Regions from separate parts of the Gossypium arboreum genome. Here regions 1 and 2 are each linked to region 3. The links are chromatin contacts, called in public Hi-C maps. All regions are on one chromosome and are shown on one strand. Each heading gives the region's core, a stretch centred on a gene start, on an enhancer-like site or on the middle of the called end of the contact. The rest is flanking DNA. Distances are from core to core; before and after follow the strand shown. Region 1 holds the start of LOC108480122 (argininosuccinate lyase, chloroplastic). Region 2 holds the start of LOC108480835 (NADPH--cytochrome P450 reductase-like). Region 3 holds the start of LOC108483596.

Region 1 (4,420 bases), core at 898-3,397, 240 kb before region 3:
CACAATACCCATTCTTCACCAATCCGAGATAGATGAACCGCAATGATTGAATTAGCAGAAAGAAACTCTAGGACAAAATCTCGATCAGAAACTGCATCAATACTGTTTAAAAATAGCGAAATGCAATTATGTTAACAGAGAAGCCTGATATCAATATCTAATGAAACATTATAATTAAGATGGAGATCTAGGCTCAAATCGACAAAATCCTATGCAAAGGTAATAACCCTCCATGCTACAAGTCATACAATGGTCATGTGTGACATTCCAGAAACTGAAATATGATGGCTTTTTCACACATACCTGTTCCTCATGGGAGCAGTGAATCCCAAAGCTTCAGAAGTCATAAACCTATCAATTGGCAAGCCAGTCCCAGCTAGTGCACATGCACCTAGAGGGCAGAAATTCAACCTAGCTCTACAATCTAGTAAACGGCCAGCATCACGGTCAAGCTACAACCAAAAAGGTTCAGTTAGTGATCCTAGAGGCAAATAATAAAACATATCATCATGAAAAAATTAGAAATCAGAATTAACCATCTGCATTTTTTTTCTCAATTATTATATATAAGAACAATTTTTTTTTTCTTTAAGAAAAAACACAAGGCCTTCTCAGGGATATAACAATTATTAATTTGTTTATAAGTTGATGAGTACACCACATCATGTGGATTCCAATATTCAAAGACTTCAGATATTATGTTGACTTGATCATAACCACTAACCATTTATAATCACAATCGTAGGTTACCCAGGTTCCTTTATTTCCTACTTTTATTTACCTTTAGGGGAGTAAGCCGCCCAACATGGGAGTAAGCCGCCCACCATGAATGTGTTATGCTTTCAAACTTAGTCATTTTTCTATTAGAAATATTAATCAGATAAGCTTCTTTCTAAGTTCTAAAAGTTCAAGAACAAAGTTTTCCAATTAACCAATAAAGCAACCGCTTTATTTTGACATATATAGGAGACACGTGACGGTTTTTTAACCCTGCTTCTGGAGTTGGAAAACTCAGTGCTAGTTCACTACATAATAATCATATATATAACATACATGGATGTTCGGTTTGATCTAGAATAGCTTATGAATGAAATGATTCAAACCTGCTCCACATATGCTAGAAGAAGATGTTGAAGTAAAACAGGTTGTGCCCTCTGTAAATGTGTATAACCAGGAATGATGAGACCCTCATTATTTAGAGCCAACTTCACCAAAGCAACTTGGAGATGTCTAATGCTACTAATAATCCTGTCTATAGCATCACGACACCACAGGCGGAAATCAGTCAAAACTTGATCATTTCGGCTTCGAGCAGTGTGGAGTTTCTTTGCAGGCTCACCAACCAAATCTGTCAGTGCAGCTTCAATGTTCATGTGGACATCTTCCCTGTCAGTCCTCCACACAAATTCACCAGCTTCAATGCGTCTCTCTATTTCATCTAGACCTTTCAGAATACTATCCCTATCACTAAAGCTAATCAAACCCTGCAAGCAAAAATGATAAAAACCCACATGCATTTGAATTAGCTGGAGCAAATTAGCAAAATACCATTATACAAGACAAATGATCAGAAATTGGGTTCTGCAATTCTAAAAAGTACAATATTACCCAAATTCTGACAAGCCATAAACTCATTAAAAACACTCTAAAAACAATAAATGCAAGAGGAGAAAAAAAAAAGGACCTGTTCAGCAAGCATAGAAGCATGGGCTTTACTTCCCATAATATCATGCTTATACAACTGTTTATCAAACGAGATAGACTCAGTAAACTTCTCAACGATATCAGTCACACTATCTTCGAATCTCCCACCCCAAAGCTTTGTCTCCTTTGGTTTTGCTTCTGTTTCAGATGAGTGACTCGTGGTGCACCGCAATGGTTCGAACCTTGACTTGACTCGATGCATCAATGGGGATATGGTTCTTGGGTTAGACACGGATTTGTTGGAGAGGACAGTCGATTGGGAGGAAAAAAATGGTGTTTGCAAAGAAGAAGAATGTAAGGATTCCATTAAAGAAGGGAAGATAAAAAAGAGAGATTCTAGTGCGCCTTGCTTGCTTTTACCTTTGCCACTTCGTTAGCACTAGCAAGCAAGGAGGGTTTAGGGTGTTTTCTTTTTTGCAACTGTGTCGGGCCTGTCGGGTCGAACTGTAATAGGCCTAGTTTAGGATCGAATGTGTCGGGTCTTGCTTTTGGGCTGATGGACTTATTTTTTGGAGATAATGGACTACAACTCAAGCTCTGTGGATGTAATCCTCCAACTTAATATTTTTTAATAAATTGATAATTCAATTTTAAATTTCACAATTAAATTTAAATATAAATATATACTAATTAATTAAAGGTTATTTTAAATATAATTTTAAGATTTTTACATATTTATCTATAAAAATGAGCTCAAACCTATAAAATAAGTCTTTATAAAAAATTCACAAAACATAAATTCTAATAAATTAAAAACTCGTATGAGCTCATACTCTTTTAGATGCGAAGTATAAATAGCTAATATCATTATGAAACATGGAAAAAATAAGACATAACCTTTCCCTCATTAAAACAAAAGAAGATTTTACATAAATCAAAGTCATTCACTCGGAAAAAAGGTCTTCATGAACTTTATGACTAAGAATACCACTCCATCTAAAAAATATGAATTGACCTCAAGTATAACCTCTTATTCTCTAACTTGTTTACCTTATATTAAACTCTTTTCTTCAGTCCACTGATTTAAGCATCAAAAAGCATTTTGAAGCATCAGCTCTAGTCTATCCCGGATAATAATGCTAAAACTAGAGCTTAGTCTAGCTTTGGTTGTATTAATTTTTTTATATTTTATATATATTTTAAAAATATAATACATCAAAACACTAAAACATTAAAATAAATATATCCCAACAAATTAAAAATAAATTTAATAAATATTTATAATTAAATAACACTAACATAGGTGCAACTTAACAAGCAAATGCCTCTAAAAAAGTAGAAAAATTAATAATAAAATAAAATTTATACAATATCCAAACAATGACAACAAAATAGTAGCAATATAATAGTGAAATGGCAACAAAACAGTGAAAAAACAGCAAGAAAACAATATTTCTTTTATTTTTGCAAATTTAGCTTAGGCTGGGCCCAGGCTATAACAACCTGTTTTTTAGTGGTGTCGAAAACAGTGGTTTCGAGGCCACCAAATTTGACGAGTATGTATTTAATATTTACGAGTCAAATGTGATTTTAAAAAGGTTTTTGATTTGATAATTTATGTTATATAAGTGATTTATTAAGTTCAAGTGGTAAGACCCTAAGATCAAGTGGCTTTCGAAAATGAGGTATCGAGACCTCATTTCTATAAACTGAGCCATAAATATTTTTATAAATATTTTCAGAGTGTATTTAAGGTGGTATTAAAGTTCTGTTGAAAAATTTTAATGTTTCGATAGTTAATTAATTAAAAAGGACTAAATCGTAAAGGATGCAAAAGTTAATCACTATAATTTTAAAATGCAAAAAGGACCAAAATGGTAATTAACCCATGGTCAAAGATTCCAAGCGGTGGTGACCTGATTAAATCATCTAGCTTTTGGATTATTGACTCTTTTATTCCTAATTAGTTTAGAATTAAATTGTAAATAAGTTTATTTAGTTAGAATTTAATTTAATTGAAGGACCAATTGTGCAATTAAACCTTCCTTAGATGGTAATTATGTCATATATTTATGTGATGGACAGTTATGGATGTGTGTTAGTGATATTATAAGTGTATTTTAAAGGTTAATGTTGTAAATTTGTAATTATGTTAATGAAAAATAAAAGATCATAGAATTTAAAAAGCTATCATCTTCTTTACTTATGCAAGAGAACCGAAAACACCATTTTTAAAGGAGAAACAAGTTTGGCCAACTAGGGTTCTTCCATTTAAGAGGTAAATCTTGCTTGTTTTTAATAATTTTGATGTTTTTGAGATCGTTGCAACTAGGTCCAGTTAGCCCGTACCTTCAATTTTGAACCTGTTAAAGATTTTGAATGTTGTCATTGATGAACCTTGTGATTTTAGATGTTAAATGATGAATTTGAGATATTAGTTGTTATTTAAAAGTATTTTATTAAGTGCTTTTTGATTAATTTCTTGATTAGGGACTAAATTGTTAAAATAATAAAAATATAAGGATTTATTGTAAAATTGTTGCATAAATGGGCTGCATTGGATGCCAAAAGTATTAGGCTAGGCTAAAGTTTGGGTAAAAATGGTTAATTTGCATGTTTTGGGCTCAGGGACTAAATTGAATAAATACATTTTTTTACTATCTAAATTAATAGATTTAATAAAATTATTAATTTAGATCAAGATCGGATGGGAAATCGAGGAGAATGAAAAATTACCAAAATGCTTCTGTACTTTGACATTTCTGCAATTTAACCA
Region 2 (4,467 bases), core at 1,907-4,406, 220 kb after region 3:
CTGCATATCGTGCCAAGGCTGTTTTAAGTGTACATGGACCGCTGAAAGGAGGTGGCAATGAGCTTCCGGAGGGCGTGCCATCTTTGTTGTCAGTATGTATGGAAAACAGCAAATCAAGAGGTTGACCCAACAATCCGGCTGCTTCCTCGACAGTCTCAATGCTATTATCAGCATAAACACCGACATGATCGCCAGTTTCATATCTGGGACAGTTCAACTTATTAGTTGCATAAGATCATAAAATCATAAAGCTATGTTATCTACCTTTTTAAAACCAAATCTGTGGGTCAAAAGCACTTAAAAACAGCAAAATATTAATACTACGATGACTTAGAGATGCTTTATTTCAGAAGCCCAATTTTTTAGAGTAATAAACATTACAAAGCTGTGAACTTACGTTATAGAAGTTCCTGATATGTCGAACTCCAGATGTATGCAAGAGCGATCAGATTCTGGCTTGTGGAGCTCTCTCTGGACAGCAACATTAACTCTGTGTGCAAATTATTTAACAGTGATCTCAAAAAGGAAAATAAAAGGGGGGACAATGTGAGAAAACCAACACAATGAACGTCCCTTATTACCTGCATGGATGGTGGATGTCATGTGAAGCATTCCCATTTACCGTATTTGAGTGATTATCCTCAATGTGCATCATAGAGGGATCATGAATCACTACTCTGTATTTAGGAATAGCAGCTGTATATGGGGTAGAGGCGATATTTTCATCATCTTCATCTCTAAGAAGTTGATCTAACTCTGGCCACAGCAATTCTCTCCTAAGGAAGCAACAACAAATTGAAAATGAAAAAAATTTACAGTAAAGCTACCAGAGGAAAAATTGAAGTCTTTGCCCAAGAAAAGCTCCCGAATCACTAAGTTAAGATACGACGCTTTCAGCTTCAATAAGAAAAAACAAACAAACAGAATCACAGGTACAACTGAAAGGGGATTATATACCATGCAGTGAAATCATCTTCAATACATTGATCATCATCACCAAGACCAACTTCGATAAGACGTTTGGCACCTTTCACACAATGAAAAAGTATACACTTAGTCCAAACATGAATATTAATTTTGATCCCACATTTGTATGTAGAACTTCATCAATTAGAAAAGAAGGGCGGAATCACGAAATAAGTAAAATAAAAAAATACCTTGTTCTGAAAGTTGCTCATCAAGCACCTTTGCTATCTATTTACAAAAAAAAAAAATCATAAAATCAGATTACACAATTGCAAAAGAGAAATCAAGAAAGTAAGCAAAATAGTAATCTCTGTGCCAATGTTACCTTGTTAAAATGTTCATATTGACGGTTACCTAGACCAAAAACACCATATGTGAGTCGTTGAAGCCAGGACTGCCTTTTATTCCCCTAAATTCAAATAAAACAATATAATAGCAAGTGTTATCGGTTGAATGCTGGCACAGTACAAAGTCTATTTGAATGTTCTTTTGAGGTAGCCACCAACCTCAGTAAACCATTTGTAAAATCTAGCAGAGTTATCGGTTGGCTCCCCGTCTCCATAACTACAATGTCATGCTCAACTATGTTAAAATACCCCATACTTTACATAACGCAGAAACAAATACACAACCAAGAATAGCTTCAGTAAAACTGAGAATCTATCTTACGTGGCCACCATGAAAAAAGCCAAAGTCTCCTTTTTAAGCTTCTCTTCATACTCTTCATCATCAACAGCATAATCATCCTAACATAAAACACACAATGTGATGAATATAATCGTAAATACCAAGAGAAAAAAATTCTCAGTACAAAAACAAGGTAACAAGTAATTCCCTATACATACCAGGTCAACAGCTTTGACTGCTGCTTTCTCATATCTTGCCTTGATCTCTTCAGCCAAAGCCTACAACAGGAAATCCACAAATCAACACATGAACCGTTAACTAAAAACGGACATCTTTTCCAAACATACGTGCCAAGCACACATCGATTGCGGCTGAGTGTAACGACAAGTAATAGAAGAAAAACAACTCCGCACGTAGCCAAATTATCCGCTATAAACGACAAAACAATTAATAACGAAGATTTAATAACAAGAATTATATCCGCCACATTTCCATCTATAGTTATGTCCTTGTTTCTTTGAGCTCAGAATGACAAATGCACCGGACATAACGACTTAGCAAATTATATCCGCCACGTTTCCATCTATAGTTATGCCCTGGTTTGTTTGAGCTCGGAATGATGAAAGCAACGGACATAACGACTTAGCATCGAATAAAACAATTTATTACAACTAAATCTACAGCTAAATTATCCGAATCTTGGAAAGCATATGAATGGCATAGTGAACTTCAAATAGTCCCTAAAACACTAAATATTTCATGAAATATGACTTCAAAAGGAACAGTCCGTTCATCTCCTTGCAACTTCATAATCTTGATCTGCATCATGCACTGATTATAGGAGCAACTCAAATTTTCCACAACAAACTAGTGATTAAAAAAGAATATGCTTGATAAGCAACATTAACATAAATTTTCATCCTAATAATATCAGTAAAAAAGGTTCCATTTCAGTTAAGTAGTCAACATTCAAATCATCATATTCAGCAATCAAAATCAAAACTTGAATGGCACCAAAAAAAAAAAATCAAAACTTGAAAAGTTTTATCTACTACCTTAGCAAATCCCTCAGCAGTTCCCGTCTGGGTGCCGTAAAAAATGGTGACTTTTTTTTTACCGGAAGCGACAAGGGCGTCATCATCTTCATCAACCTTGAGTGAAACAGGCTTAGAAGCAACCAAAAGCTTAACATCAGGGCTTCGTTGAGAGGCTAAATTTTTCCAGAGAAAAATCAAGAACACCAGAATCACCGCCAACGACGTTGTTGCTATCATTAGCATAGAATCCGTCACCGAACCCCCCAACGACATTCCCAATACAGACTCAACAAAACTCACCAAACCCGAGCTCGAACTCATCTTCAACACTGAAACACAAACACAAAAAGAAAACAATTTAAAATGAAAATCAAAGTAAAAGGTAGAAGAGGGTTGATCAGAGCTAGGGAAGAAGGGTGAGTTCAGTGAGTATTTGTAGTGGGAGAGTAACCCAAAACGACAAAGGCTTGACCACCTAAACTAGAGGGGATTGAAAAAGAAAAGAGGGTTCGTCCGTTATATTTTTTTGGTTAAAATATGTAGTTAGTCCCTGTACTTTTATAGTATTTGAGATTGAAAAAGTTTATTTATTGTTTATATATTGAAATAGTTAGACATTAAATAAAAGAATAGTTAGTACAATTTTAAACTCAAAATTAGAAAGATGAGTAGATATCTCCAAAATAAACAAAAATTTTCCCTTTGCTAAAAATTAGTCGTGGGAGTAGCTAAATAATACAAACTGTATCGTTTATTGTTAACTCATATATTAAACTACGCTTAAAAATAATATTTCAACCAAATGTAGTCAAGTGAAATATTTAATCATCTTAATTTTTAATTTAAAATCATAGTCCAATCATTATTGTCATTGGTAATTTTTGACAAAATTGATCAATTTATCATGTTTATTTTTTGTCAATCATATATCACATACGAGGATAGACTAATCAAAATTACAAGTTGATAAGTTTTACTAGAAAACACCGATGATTTCATTGATTGGACCAAAAATTTTAAACAAAAGTAAGAGGACTTAATTTTTAAATTTTAAAGTAAAGGAACTAAATATTAAATTCTACACAAGTATAGGGACTATCAGCATATTTTAACCTATTTATTTCCTTCAATTTATACTATCGTATTCGCGGGGAGAGAGGGAGGAAACGGAAAAAAAGGCTTTCAAAAACTAATGTAATAATTTTTTTAATAAGCGATTTTTAATTTTTTTTTCTACTTCTTTTTGTGCTGTCTACCAATTTCTCCTAATACAAAATGTAACGCATGGGTTGACATAAGCGGAGAAAAAAGAACAAATTAAAAGGTTGTCTTTTGCTCGGCATTTCTTCTGCTGTTTTCCGCTTTTTATTGCTTTCCTTTTTGCCTTTTTTAAGTTTTATTCACTGTTACAATTTTTATGATGCAAATATAACATAAATATATAATTATGAATCTGAAAATTTTTAAATATGATAATGAGAATGTTATTCATATATAACAACAGAGCCACCATACATTCATTATTCTCTTACAGACACGATAACCCACGCATGCATTACAAGAAATGAAATGAGAAAATATTTAAATTAAATAACAATATTCCAATCAATTTGAAGTACATTGTTAAGCTTTAGCAATAGATGTTGAGGCAAGGTGATGGTGACCATCTTCCCATTATTCCCACCATCTTTTTCATTACTAGGAAGAACCACCACTGTTCCTTCTTCTCCAACTCCATTCACCATATAATTCGCACACACTGGTTTCAATCCCTTCATTTCTATTCCATACACATTCATTCCTTCCAAGTTTACAAATGTCAAATTTGCTCCATACA
Region 3 (4,176 bases), core at 1,392-3,891:
TTTTTTTATAAATTTTCTTTGAAGAGATATACATATAAATTGTTCTTTATATCATGAATATTCCAGAACCAATACAAAAGTTTTTCTTGGGTCAAAAGATAAATGATAGAGAGGAGAAAGCATCATACCAAACTTAAGTGAGGAGAAAAATACACTTATATCTTGTTCTATTTATCATTAATGTTCCAAGAAGCAACACAGCCACACAAGCAAATCATAATACAAAACTAAAGAGAGAAAAAACATATGTACTAAAAATGAGAGCAATTGAGTTTTTTCTATCACATACTCCATACATACTTACACAATCAACCAAAACATAACTTTCACATCCTAAGAAGATCCAATTTAGCATAAAACAGCAGGAGAGCTCAGTGACCCTACTACTTTCACATCTACTAGATGCTTTAATTGAATTCTAATAACTCCCAGTCCTCAAGCAACACATACATAACTAGACTATATTATACCTTCAGTGAATTTAATTGCAGCCGTATACAAAAGGACTGGTGCATTTGCATCTATATAATGCATAAATAGCAGGATTGATGAGATTGAAGGACACATCTATAAAATAAACAAGTCAGTTTAGTTAAACCTGAGCCAACTGTGAAGCAGTCCTATCTCCCTTGAAGTCTCCTCGTAAGATGTTTGCCCAATTCCCAACACCGCATTTCTGCACAGCCGCAATAAGTTCCAAATCCTCTGCTTCTGACCAAGGTTTTCTTTTCCTGCGAGCAGGCAGGTTTGCACCAGCTGGTCCATTTCCTTCCATTGTTTCAGCCAATGTCACTGAAGGTAGAATCTTTTTCTGAACAGAAACTGGAACAGTAATGTTCGTCCCTGGCATTGAGCAAGTGGGCTGCAAATTTTCGGAAGACACTCTAAATGACCTCGCATTAGGTATATTTATTGTTAATGGAGCATCCACCATTGAGCTATTTGCAAGACTTGAGTCATTTGGCAAGCCAGAAGCAATCAGTACCTGACAAGATTAACCATCTGATTTTACTTGCAAGGAAATGAAATGAGCAACAAGATAAAACCAGTTTGGAAAATTGGAAGAGAAGGTAGTCAGACAGCCAAAACTATTCATCTTTCATTGAGATTACAGGTTACCTACTAACCAGATTTGGTCAAAAGTATCTTCTACTAATATCACTTAGTCGATACATACGGTTTAAGTATTTGCTTTCCTAATATTCCAACCATTAGAAGCAGAACCAACTATGCTACTGGCAAGAGATACTAACTTTGGTATTAACTTTCTAACATGTCATCTATGGTTTCTAAACTACCATTACTATTTCCATCCTAAAAGGTAAAACGATAGTTTTATGGGAATAACAAATAATTTACTTACCTTCACACATGCAGCAGCTTCTGCTGAAGTTTCACTACTAACAGAAGGGCAAGGTTCCAATTCATATTCTAAGTCGCTGTCATCATCCTGCAAAATAAGAAGTTAAATAACCGGACTACAGCCATAAAAACTATCAAGAACACTTGTCCTTCAACCAAAAGGACTAATTTATAAATTAGCAACCACAACTTTAGCCCTTGGATCAGTGGACAAAATATTATAAGATCTCCCAAATCCAAAGTCAAACCAAGACTATAGCAGATTGGCAGGCTATAAGTTAGAATATCTGGAAGGATATACACCCTCAATTAAGGAAAAGTATTCCAATACAAAGAAAAGATTTACATCATATTGAAATAGTATATTAATTTAAGGAAGTGTTTTCTTTTAACAGCAATTGCCAAACTACATTTCAACAAACATCATAGGCAGTAGCTAAACAACTTCAACAAATCTTTTAAATTAGACATTGCCAAAAGATAGCAACATATTATACCAAAGAAAAACACAAAACTAGAAAACTGACCAAGGGAGCGGCCCCATCTTCCAATTTTTCAAGTAAAACGTCTCTGTAGGCCAAATGGCGCCACAACATCTGGTACTCTCTCGCATTCGAAATGCCAGTAGAAGTCTTCTTGATTAAAGCATTCCAATCCAACTTTACCCCAGGAAATTGCGCAACTTCTTGCAACAGTGCCAAAACAGTAGTTGCTGTATACCTGCCCACACCAAAAATAATATAAAAAAAAGAACCCTAATATTAGCAAAACAGAACGAAGTCAAGATAAAAAGTAATGAAAATAAAGGAAAACCGAATAAAAGGAGGCGGGACCTTTGTAAAAGAGTAGAGATATCTTCCTCACTAATTGAACCTTTTCTCTGTTTCTTGGTATTTTGAATCATAGTTGTTGATTGGTGGAAAATTGCAGGGTAATTAAAGGAAAAAGAAGTTGAATTGGGAGTTTGTGAAAACCCTAGGTAGGGTTTAAGAAAAAGGGAAAGCACCTACTAAAACCCTTTGAAAGCAGAAAGAGACAGAGAGGGAGAGAGGGAAGAAGAAGGAGAAGAAGAAGAAGAAAAGGATAGGCGTGTATAGAAGTGATTGAAGCCGTTGAAGAGCGTGGAGAGGACGCGCCTGACAAGGTTCTTGCGCAGAAAGAAACGGAAATCTCGTCGGGAGAGGGATCTTTGTTTTCTTCAAGTTTAATTTACATCTCCATAAAATACAAACTAAAAAGAGATTGCGGTATTTTGGGTATAATGCCATCGATGCCATTCCTTAAACTACGGACGCAGGCTGGGCTGGAGTTTTTTCTGACGATAATGCCCTCTACTATCTAGACTTATTCAAATTACTCCCCTCCTATTTTTTTAATTTGAATACTTTAGTTTTTCTATCCATCAAAATATCCCAATAAACCTATATTTTTACTGATCACAAACCAAAAATAATGATTTTGAATAATGATTTCAAATAAATAATAATAAACAATAAACTTTTCAAACAAAACCACGTATTTAAATATGGATTTTAACCTAAGCTTAAAACTAATTTTTTTTTAGCTTTTAGCTTTTGTAAATGTCATTTTCATTGAAATTATTTTATTACTCGGTTAAAGAAGATCAATATATCTTCTATTTTATAATATCATGTCTAAAATAAATATTTTATTTTTATAAAAATAAATTTTAATAGTAATAATAAACACTACCAAACTTTTCAAAAGCGACACTTTTCAACTTTAATGGTGAAGCAAATTTAAAGGGGTTGATAATAGAGGTTGAAACACCCTAAAATCGGCCTAGACATTATAGCCAAATCTGGAAAGTTTAATTAAACTACTTATGAAAAATCCAACTTTTAATAATTAAGAATTCAAACGATCCAAAAACATTTAAACGATAATAAACAAACCATAAAATCTAGTCTTAAAAAAATAACAATCCTAGAAATTAGTAACAGTGTAATTCCAGATAACGTGGTAAAATGATTAAGCGAAATGACCAAGCTCCCGATACGCCGACCCGCTTAAGTCTAGGGGTTACCTGAAATTCAAAAACAGTCTAAATGAGCTAATGGCTTAGTGTGTAACTTATGTAACCACATGAGTAAAAACAATCTCAATCATACTTCCAGATCTTTTTTTGGTCAGATATTAGAATCAAAATCGGATACAGAACATATCAATTGCAAATACAGAACATATCAATTATAGATGCAGAATCCTACCCCTCATTTGTTACACATCATCTTTATACATCCCTACATACCGCATATTGACAATATGTCACGTTTCAAAATATTTGTAGTCTAGCTGCCAGATCAGAATGCGATAGATTGTCAGAATTAGATATATATACGTGGTTTAGCCATCAGAAACGATAAATTTTTAAACTGCCCGCAGTTCCTCCTTTACACAAATCCCAAGCCAATGCAGATACAGAATTATCATATACCAGTAATGTATATACAATTATCCCGATTCAGATCATATTCAGATAATACAGATCAGACTCAATTAACAGATATCACATCGAATATAAGTACAATTAACAGGTTATTCATTATCAAATCATCATATATCAAAATATGTAGCCTAATTCAGATTAAATGTACCCTACGGTAGGCCTATGTTCGATTAGAATGACGTTTACAACCCTTAGGGAAACATTCTGGTTTTTAGCCCACACGGCCTGGTACAAGCCTGTATAGCCCATTTCAGTGTTGCACACGATCTATCACATGGACTAGTACAAGGCTATGTGACTCAAAATAGAGAGTTATACGATCTAGCATACGCTCATGTGACTCA

What was found. A called contact is a pair of places that touch in the nucleus more often than the background predicts.
Region 1: a Hi-C map of leaf shows a contact between it and region 3, with 5 times the contacts expected there. The contact joins the promoter of LOC108480122 here to the promoter of LOC108483596 in region 3. A contact is called at or near these places in 2 of 5 Hi-C or Micro-C datasets (both in leaf).
Region 2: a contact with region 3 is called in a Hi-C map of leaf, with 5 times the contacts expected there. The contact joins the promoter of LOC108480835 here to the promoter of LOC108483596 in region 3. A contact is called at or near these places in 2 of 5 Hi-C or Micro-C datasets (both in leaf).

The regions. Positions count from the first base shown.
Region 1 is chr1:85,905,274-85,909,693 of ASM2569848v2, reverse strand. It overlaps LOC108480122 (argininosuccinate lyase, chloroplastic), which reads right to left and starts at 2,147. Exons shown (of 6, transcript XM_017783004.2): 1 at 1,685-2,147; 2 at 1,104-1,484; 3 at 304-452; 4 at 1-102. The coding sequence starts at 2,011.
Region 2 is chr1:85,439,553-85,444,019 of ASM2569848v2, reverse strand. LOC108480835 (NADPH--cytochrome P450 reductase-like) reads right to left here and starts at 3,156. Exons shown (of 18, transcript XM_017783957.2): 1 at 2,649-3,156; 2 at 1,812-1,871; 3 at 1,636-1,712; 4 at 1,473-1,530; 5 at 1,292-1,375; 6 at 1,158-1,194; 7 at 958-1,027; 8 at 582-776; 9 at 398-490; 10 at 1-203. The coding sequence starts at 2,951. It overlaps LOC108482215 (protein ECERIFERUM 2-like), which reads right to left. Exons shown (of 2, transcript XM_017785328.2): 2 at 4,091-4,467. The coding sequence ends at 4,217.
Region 3 is chr1:85,661,569-85,665,744 of ASM2569848v2, reverse strand. LOC108483596 reads right to left here and starts at 2,641. Exons shown (of 6, transcript XM_017787079.2): 1 at 2,196-2,641; 2 at 1,890-2,082; 3 at 1,364-1,450; 4 at 599-985. The coding sequence starts at 2,266.